Linked DNA regions of Zea mays: all the other regions are linked to region 1. The links are chromatin contacts, called in public Hi-C maps. All regions are on one chromosome and are shown on one strand. The core of a region is the stretch at or near the end of the contact, and the rest is flanking DNA. Distances in the headings are between cores, read along the strand shown. Region 1 holds the start of LOC100284545 (polygalacturonase). Region 2 holds the start of LOC103651457. Region 3 holds the start of LOC100276388.

The links. Hi-C and Micro-C count contacts between places; a contact is called where the count stands out from the background.
Region 2: a Hi-C map of leaf shows a contact between it and region 1, with 4 times the contacts expected there. The contact joins the promoter of LOC103651457 here to the promoter of LOC100284545 in region 1. A contact is called at or near these places in 2 of 25 Hi-C or Micro-C datasets (leaf and tassel).
Region 3: a contact with region 1 is called in a Hi-C map of tassel, with 4 times the contacts expected there. The contact joins the promoter of LOC100276388 here to the promoter of LOC100284545 in region 1. A contact is called at or near these places in 2 of 25 Hi-C or Micro-C datasets (endosperm and tassel).

Annotation. Positions count from the first base shown.
Region 1 is chr3:221,455,948-221,458,879 of Zm-B73-REFERENCE-NAM-5.0, forward strand. It overlaps LOC100284545 (polygalacturonase), which reads right to left and starts at 1,316. Exons shown (of 7, transcript NM_001367194.1): 1 at 719-1,316; 2 at 1-48. The coding sequence starts at 1,201.
Region 2 is chr3:221,740,984-221,744,081 of Zm-B73-REFERENCE-NAM-5.0, forward strand. LOC103651457 reads left to right here and starts at 1,711. Exons shown (of 8, transcript XM_008677089.3): 1 at 1,711-2,316. The coding sequence starts at 1,907.
Region 3 is chr3:220,998,965-221,001,967 of Zm-B73-REFERENCE-NAM-5.0, forward strand. It overlaps LOC100276388, which reads right to left and starts at 1,694. Exons shown (of 1, transcript NM_001150193.2): 1 at 356-1,694. The coding sequence starts at 1,624. The coding sequence ends at 830.

The DNA.
Region 1 (2,932 bases), core at 66-2,565:
TGTAGATGCCCCCTGGGTGCAGGCAGCAGCCCACGCTCCTTGAAAAGCCTGTATGCAAAATGGACGTACAATTATTGGCTCTAGATTTCTGAAAGAAACATCTTGCAAGAGCTATGGAAAAGATTATGCATTTGTGTTTGTGTATCCTGACTTGGTTGGTGTACTTTGTTCTCTTCCTGATTTACAAAATAAATAAATAAAATAAACCTGGCCAGCTAGATATGTAAATGGATCTGTTTATGCCGCTATGTGCAACAATCATGTGAGAAGGAAAGAAGAAGCCAAAGCAGGGAGCAGATGGAAACACATGCAAACATATGGCGCTGGTGACAACTTTTCAGGCTCTGTACTGCAAATCATGTGAGACAGTGAGAGAGTAAAACAGGTATGGGCATAGGCACATTGAAATGCTCACCATCATAAGCTGTGGTGGTTCTGGCAAATGAATTCAGGTTAGCATTTATTGCTAATTTCCGATTTCTAAGCATTCCAAAAAGAAAATATGCACGACAAATTCGAATCTCAAGATGCCACGGTGATCGACATCACTGAGTCCTCATGCAAGTCATGTAAAGATCAGGGCGAAAAAACAGAGCATCTGAAGCGCAAACCCACGGAAGGAATTGCAATTCGAGATTTCTGGATCAGACAACGCATGACGCTTGGCAAATTTATAATGGAATTTTGTTTGAAAAAAAGAGCAGCGAAGCTATCGGACCTTAGTATCGTCTGTAACTCCGTCACCCTTGGCTCCAAAATCAACCACATTGAATACTGCACCATGCTGCGAGGAGGTTGCTGGTGGTGGCGGCTGTGACTGTGATGGCTGCTGATGAGCCTTCCCGCAGCTTGGAGGAGTCGGCGGCTTGGGAGTGGAATGGGCGCTGCCATTGGCAGGGGGGCTTGGCCTCGGGATGTGAGGGGCATTCGGGCTTGGTTGGTACGGAGTCTGGTTTCCTTTGCCGCCGGCACCAGAGCTCGGTGTCGAGCTGGCCGGTGGCTTCGGACTTGGCCGGTTGCTGCCGTATTGGCGGCGGGAGCTGGTCTTCTTTCCTTTGCCTTTCTTCAGCAGCTGAGAGGAGGAGGTCCTCGACGACCTCCAATGCCGGTCTCTTCTTGCCTCGCCGACTTCAATGGTGGAGCAAAGCGCAAGCAGGACAAGGAGGAGCAGGAGGCCGAGGCCTTTTGCTCCCAGCTTCATCCTCCTGTCCTGTCCGTATCTGTGTTGGCTGTGTGGAGAGATTAGAGTGTGTGTATTGTGTGCTGGCCTGCTGCTGCTGGGTAGTAGTAGTGGTAGATAGAGAGAATAGAGCGCGGGAGGCCTGTGGTTGCGGGGAGGGGAAGGGAAGAGAGAAAGGGGGTTTAAATAGCAAACACCGGGAGCCGGCCATGGTCCTCCTGTTTTGTCAGGATTTTAAGGTGGAATTAAAATGAAACGGGAAATGATTGGGAGGATATGTGGGCCCCAGCTCTCGTGCACGCAAGGGAGACACGTGTAATCGATCTTACTACATCTACTTCCTTTGTTGCGCTTGCGCTATTACACGAGAATCAGCCGGTGGCGTTTCTCCGTGTTTGAGGGATTAGCCCCGGCGTGATTGGTTTTAATTCCATTCCTGTTTAGGGATGAAAACGGTCGGAAACGGTATTTATTCGGTAATTAGTTTTTTAGTCGTTTTTCTTTGATTGTGATATAGAATATACAATACAAATTTGTAGTCTTGTTTTTAACATCCAGCTTGTTAAGATTCATAAAAGGTAAACCTCAAATTCATCATATATTTTCTCAAATAATAGATATAAACTTCGGTATGGATTCGGAAACAAATTCGGTAAATTTTTCAACTTTTTGTGTTGTAGGGAGCAAATAATACATAAAACAATTTATATAATATTTTATTCATATTTGTACTAATGTGCTTGATAACATAAGAAAAGATCAACATCAAATTTTATACATATCTATTTTAAAATATTAAATTTGTTCTAACAGTTCGGATTACCACTTTCATCCCTATTCCTGTTAAGGTAGCATTGATCTTTATTTTTAATGGCAGTTTAAAGGTTACGGAATATGGATTGGTTTACGAGCAATGAAGAATCTTTATGGTTTTGATTTTTCTTTTTTGGCAGAACAACATAATCTGATTACACCTGCTATTCAGAGTACAGCCCCCCCAGCTGCTCGCAATTTGGTTGAAGGAACCAAATGAAGTCAGGCATGTGGGACCGATTATTCCGTGCCCGCCCAAGAGTTCATGACTCAATGAGCCTTGCATTGATGCAGTGCAGCAGACGGAGTTATATATGTGTGACATGTGAGTTGTGAGGCTAGAAAGAAATGACGGGGCGTGGAGGTGGAGTGCCCGCGGCAAGCCAGGCATACCCGTACCGTACGTGGCCAGGAATGACCGCACGCACGACGGCGGCAGCGGCATGGCCGCATGCATGCGTTCCCGTCAGGCAGACCTGGCAGTGGCAGACAGTCATTTTGCCCAAAGCGAGCAAGCGTCCAGGCGCTGGGCGGCCGTAGATGCTGGGGAGGGCAGGGCAATGGCATCACGCATGCATGTGTGCATGCTCTCTCCCTCCCGTCCCGCGGGGTGAGTGAGTCAGTCACATGGCAACGGTCACGGGCGGAAGCGTCGTACTTGTCCGCACCTCGGCCGGCGGACCCAACTGCCGCAACCGGACTACCCCGCCGGGGCCCCACGCAGTCCAGTCCCCATCGAATCATCCAATGACCCATCCGCCTGCAATCTCTCCATCTCATCTCGAGCCTCCGCCACCGTCCGTCCCGGCTGCGGCCGGTCATGCGCCCAGCGCCGTGTTCTGGCTCCATTCGTCACGGCTGCTGCGCCGGAGATGGTCGAGGTTGGGAATTGTATGGCTTGTGACGGTAGGAGACAGGGACCAAATCAAGAGGCTCTGA
Region 2 (3,098 bases), core at 461-2,960, 290 kb after region 1:
CACACATATCTTTCCTAAATTTACACGCATGCAAGGGAACGTGATTGACTCATGCATGCATTTTGCCATAATTTTAGGATCTGTATAACCGCATGCATGCGGCTGCCATGTTTTTCGGATCTGCCATAAAAATAGGATCGTAATAACAACCTACTAGAGCTATCAACCTCTCACATTGGCTCGGTATATACGCTTATAATTGAGGGATTTTATGCTCAAAACTTAAGGTTGTTACGCTCCAACCCGGAGGTGCGTCCACCAGTGAACAACATGCCAGATTTTTTACGCAGTGTAACGAATTGCATAAATACCTACACCATGTAGTATAATTTGTATCAGTATATATCATAAACTAGATTTAATGTGTTTTAACTGCATGGCTGTTGGAGGGATCTTATATTTATGAAGGAAATAAAACATTAAATACGATTTTTTGTTTCTATGCGTGTAATTCATTTCCTTTCATTGCACATTATTTTTATCATAAATTCGTGTGCATGCAGCTGGTAACAGATTTTTACGCAGTATATCGAATTGCATAATTATTAACACATTGTAGCATATTTAGTCTCAGTATATATCATAAAATGGTCCTTGCGCGTCTAGCTGCATGGCTGTTGCAGCGATCCTAAATTTATGGAGGAAATAAAGGATTTTAAAAACAGAAACCGCCGCACATATCTTTCCTAAATTTATGCGCATGCATTGGATCGTGTTTGACTCATGCATGCATTCCTTTTTTTGCGCTAACAGACGTGGGGCAGGTGGCGCACCCGACAGCCTGTTTGGGCGCGCTGGTTGAACCAGTTTGCAGGGGTGGTCGGCCTGGGCTTCCTTTAACTATTGGAAGCCCAGGGCTCCCGTTATACCTACCATATATATATATATATATATATATATATATATATATATATATATATATATATATATATATATATATATATATATATAACGTAGGTGACGTATATTCTTCATATATATTTTTTAAATTGCAGATACCCGTCAATTTGATACCTATGCTATGAATGAATAAATTTATGAATATCTGAACCTCATGTACTATCTACGAATAAAATTTTAAATCCGTGCCTGCATCCAACGGCTATGAAACCCGCGCATGTCGACGCCCGCGCGTGGGAAAGATTATCACCACCAAGTACCAACACACAACACGTTTCAGGGCTCGCATTGGCCGCGGTCGGCGGCATAGGAAGAAGAAAAAACTGCCGGCTGCTGCTGCGCGGTCCACGTACGCGGCATGCAGTGGCGCACCATGTGCCCGTGTCACACACACGTTATGGGTTTGTCTGTTGCGGCAAATTACCGTGCAGGACGGGACGGGAGCCATCCGAATCGCATCGGCATCGCACTCGCACGGGTGCTCTCCTTACCGAAAAGACCCGTTGTCCGGCGGCCTGTGTAGTGTGCGTCCAAAGATAGTGTAGTAGGATACGTATGTACTAGTATTGTTGTTTGCATGTACTTGTCGCTAATAATCTGGGGTTTTGGGAATTTACACAAGCGTTACTGTTTAGGAGGAGTACCCTCGCCTCGGTGACCGCAAGTCGCCGGCGGACAAGCGATTCTGACACCGCGCGGACGGCGAGAAGGACAGAGGTGACTGGACGACCGACCCCCCTGGCCCCACCACGTCGACCCAAATAAAAAACGCCACCTGCACGCGGCTCCACCTACCACTCGATTCACCACACCAGTCGTCCTTCCTTCTCATTCCCCAAGCCAAACCCCCGGGCTCCATCGAACCAAACCTATTTGAATCGCCAAAGCCGGTGGCGGTGGGTCTCACTCTCACAGCCCTCCGCTCCTCGTCCTCACCCCTGCTTCGCTTGCCTAGCCTTCCGTCGTCCCCTGCTGTCAGTCCCCGAAGACGGCGGCGCCGCCGGCCATGGAGGACCCCCTCGCCACGGCGCCGCCACCGCGCCGGCCCCACCGGGAGCGGCGGCACCGGCGGAAGGCGTCGGACGCCGCCGCGGCCGCGCTGGCGGCGCAGGCGGCGTCCTCCTACGGCGACGTCTTCGGCGGGCCCCCGCGGTTCGCGCCGCCTCCTGCGGCGTTCGCCGCGGGGGCGGGGACTGCGCCGGCGGACTACGCCGAGGTGTTCGGCGGAGTCGCGGCCTCCTGCTCCATCCCCTACCTCGACCTGCCGCCCGCCGTTGCCAGCGGAGTCGGCGCCGGCGGGTACGGCGAGATCTTCGGCCGCTTCGACTTCGGGGAGTTTGCGGTGCCGTACGAGGACATGCTTTCTGGTGCAGAGTCTCTGGTGGAGGAGATCGCGTCACCAAGTGGGAGCTCAAGGTACGAACTCTGCTCCCGTTTCAGGATTTCGTTTTTTTTCTTCTTCTTCCCAGCCATTGTGCCACTGTTGCCTGAGGCCCATTGTTCGGGCCAAGAATTCTGCTCCGCTTTTAGGCGAGGCCTTATTTTTCTGGCGATTTTAGAGATAATGGGTTTAATGGGGCTAGGTTCTGCACTGTAGAGAGTTTGCTCGTCTTTACCGCACACACCGTTTTGGCGACGAAATGCTGCCTTTGCGTAACAATCTGCGCGTTGGTTCCGCTCTGCTTTTTACTATTTCGGCTGATTTGTTGTGAGTAGGATGGTGGAATGTCGTTTCCAAGCTACGTGTACTGCATTTTTTTTCTAATCCATAAAGGTTATTGTGTTTGGTGAAGTGCTATATTTCGTCACGCGTTCAATACTCACGATTGAAGGGGCTATATCTGTATATATATGGAGTTCTTTTAGGAAATCCTTTTTCGCATAAAAATATTGCCTTCGGGTTGAAGTGCTGTCTTTTTTCTTCTCCACTTTCGAGTTGTTTTAAAATCGAAGAATTAGCGAAATGCCTGTGAAATCTTGAATTTTACTTATGAAATTTATGTAATCGTGTGTTTTCATGACTCTTTATTTCTGTGTTGACTAGATATGTGTCATGATGACGACATATAAGGGCATGTACAGTGGAGAGACACCAAAACGGTTCTCCAAGCACAGGAGACAACTAAGAGACTATTGTACAATGGATTGTCTATAAACGTAGTCTATTAATAAATACAGAATTAAATGTATTTGTATAG
Region 3 (3,003 bases), core at 444-2,943, 460 kb before region 1:
GGTGTAGCATGAGTTCATTCCTCAAATTTGGTGGAATGAACCTATTCCTCATATTAGTACTAACTAACTAACTAACTATAAGGAATGAGGTGATGATGAATCAACTCATTCCATTCCACAAACCAAACAAAAAAGTGAGGCGTGAGAAGATGATGGACTAGCTCATTCCTCAAACCAAACAACCTATAAATACACGGAATGAGATTCATAATCTACAATCAGTGGCCAGTGCCTAGGGACGGCTACGAGGTTCTCCATGTCACTGGGTCCAGCCAAGAAAACATTACGTGGCAGTATATCCTATATTAAAACGTCATATTTACAAGATTGGAGGCAGCACAAGAGAACTTGCTAATTAGGCAGAAAAGCAATTAGTTAGATTAGACATTAGAGATGCGACAACACGCAGATAAACGAAACTGTAGAATGCAAACGAGGAATTCTGAATTCCTCGCAAACACCTACTCCTGTATACCTAAATTGCAATACTATACAATGTACAGTATGTACACAGCTACATATATACCAACATATACGAACAATCACATGTAAACTTCTTGTCCAATTTGTCGTAGTATATGTGTACCCGCCTACACAAATCGCATGGCAGGTGGTTAGCCACCGACTGCAGAGCACGATTCCGAGCCGAATCCTGAAAGGAAGGCTCACATTTCCCCTGCTTTCTCTGACTTCACACCTTGTCTTTTTGACTCGGCTCGCAGGAGATCTCCAAGTCAAATGTCTGAAATTTCAAATCCCGATTTCAAACCTGAAGTCTCACTGTTTGGAACGGGTCCTCCACGGCGCGTCGTGGTCGTGGCTCACCGGCTCACAACGGGTGTGGGCTCCTGCTGAGCCCGTGCACGCTGGCGAACAGCCCCACGAGGTCCTGCCGGTACGGCAGGAACGTGCGCCGGCCGCCGGTGGAGGCCTTGGCGCCGCCGCCGCCATATGACAACCGGCGGCCCGCGGAGACCGTGTCTAGCTCGGTTGCGGCGGCTTTGCTTCCTTTGGGCGGCAGCTTGGCCTTGGCCTTGGAGGCGGGGGCGTGCTCCCTGTCCCTGGCCGGGGACGGCGGCGCCGAGAGGAAGAGGAACTTGTCCTTGCCGTCGCTGCGGCTGCGGCCGACGACGAGCTCACCGATGCGGCGCCACCGCGCGATGGAGCCCGTGGACCCGCTCTTCCGCGGCGGCCGCGAGGGCGAGGACGCCGGCGACGACCCGGGCGTCCAGACGCAGTAGCTGTCCGGCGACGCGCCGACGCCGTCGAGGTCCGCGCCCGTGCCCGCCGCCGTCGACGCCGATGATGATGAGGAGGAGGAGGACGTGGACGCGACGGACGAGGTCCGCGCCTGCTCCAGCTGGAACAGCCGCCCTAGTGGCGCCCTCGGTGCCGGCGCTGCGGCCTCGTCCAGCACTCGGCCAAACACCGGGTAGAACGCCCGGGCGTGGCCGCCCGCGAAGAGCTCGTCGGCAGACGCGGCGCCGCCAACGCCCGCCGCGGACTCCCGGCTCACGGAGGGGAACTCGAACTCGCCGTCCGAGTCCTCACCGCCGGAAACCACGTCGTCCTCCGTCCTGACGACGGTGGGTTCCTGGCGGCGGACAACCGGCATGTCTCGCATGTTTCTGCTGCTCGCTTTGTTTGCGATCGGGTGCGTTCGGCGTGGGGAGGGAAAAGGGGAACAACTGCTAGTCGGTTAGCGAGATGGGAACGGCGTTTATATAGGGGAACCGGGTAGCGAGGCGACCTTCTAGAAGGGCTCTGACTCGCGGCGCCCGTCTGGCGTCTGGCGTCTGGGGCGTCTGGCGTCTGGCGTCTGCTCTGTTTTTTAGCTTGGGCTGGGGAATTTGGGAGAAACGCGCACGCCCTCGTGGCTCGGGTGCGCTACACGTCAGTCGTGATGCACGCGGACGCGGGGTTCGTTTATCTCTTGCGCTAGGCTGCCCGCTGGTTGCGTTCCGTGTGCGTGTACCGAGTTCTTGCTACTTTTTCCTGGGTTTACACATGATTTTGGGAGATCTCTCGAAAGGTCCTCTGTCCGTGGGATTTGCCGAGATCGTGCTTGCTTGCTTGAGAAACAAGCGACTGTTATTGTTAATCCGGTCAGCTGTAGATTGGCCGCCGAGTCGGCTGGCTCCAATAAACTTTACGTAAACGTGGTGTCATTTTTTTTTTGTTGTAAAGCCGATGAAAGGAACTGAGAAGGCTCATCGATGATTGATAAGGGTAAAACATATCATTGGGTACTCTTTCCAAAACAGGGATGGGGTGTGTTTGTGGTTGCACGATCTATGTAAGTCAATAGTTGGAACATTATTATTCCAATATCCACACGTGTTTGTTAAAATTGGACGGACGAGAGTTGACGTCGGAGAACGTAGCAATCTACGACTACCTTCAACTAGCCTACAACCAAACACAAGGGATGGCAACAGGGCAGAAGAGATCGTCTCGTTCCCCAAAATTTATTCTGTCTCTACCTCGTTTAACTTAACGAGCACAAACTTATCTCCATCTCCACCCTCGTGGATCCTTGTTCCCTATTTCGGGGCCTCTTAGAAAATACTATAATAAAAAATATTCACGACAAGATAACAATTATAAATATATAAATTATGAAAGACACAAGACAAAAATAAATCTAAAACAAGTAACAACCTTATAATACAAATCAAAACTCACAAGTCACAATTACTTTAACTTAATAATAATAATAATAATATACTCTCTCAAATCATAAATTACACAAATACACATTAGAGTTTTTTATCCGATCCCCAACAAAACTTTACGGACATAGTTTCTTCCCTATCTCTGCCCTACTAATTTTTTAGGCCTATCTTGTTGACCTAGTGAGGGAGAAATCTTCCTTGTAGCCATCCTAAATCGTCCGCGATGGCACAGATGGTCGTCTTCTTCGCAGCAAATGTGATATCCTGGCCTTGGGGATGGTGATATTCTGTCTAAAGGCTTAATAGAATTAGTAGAGTACTCATATCA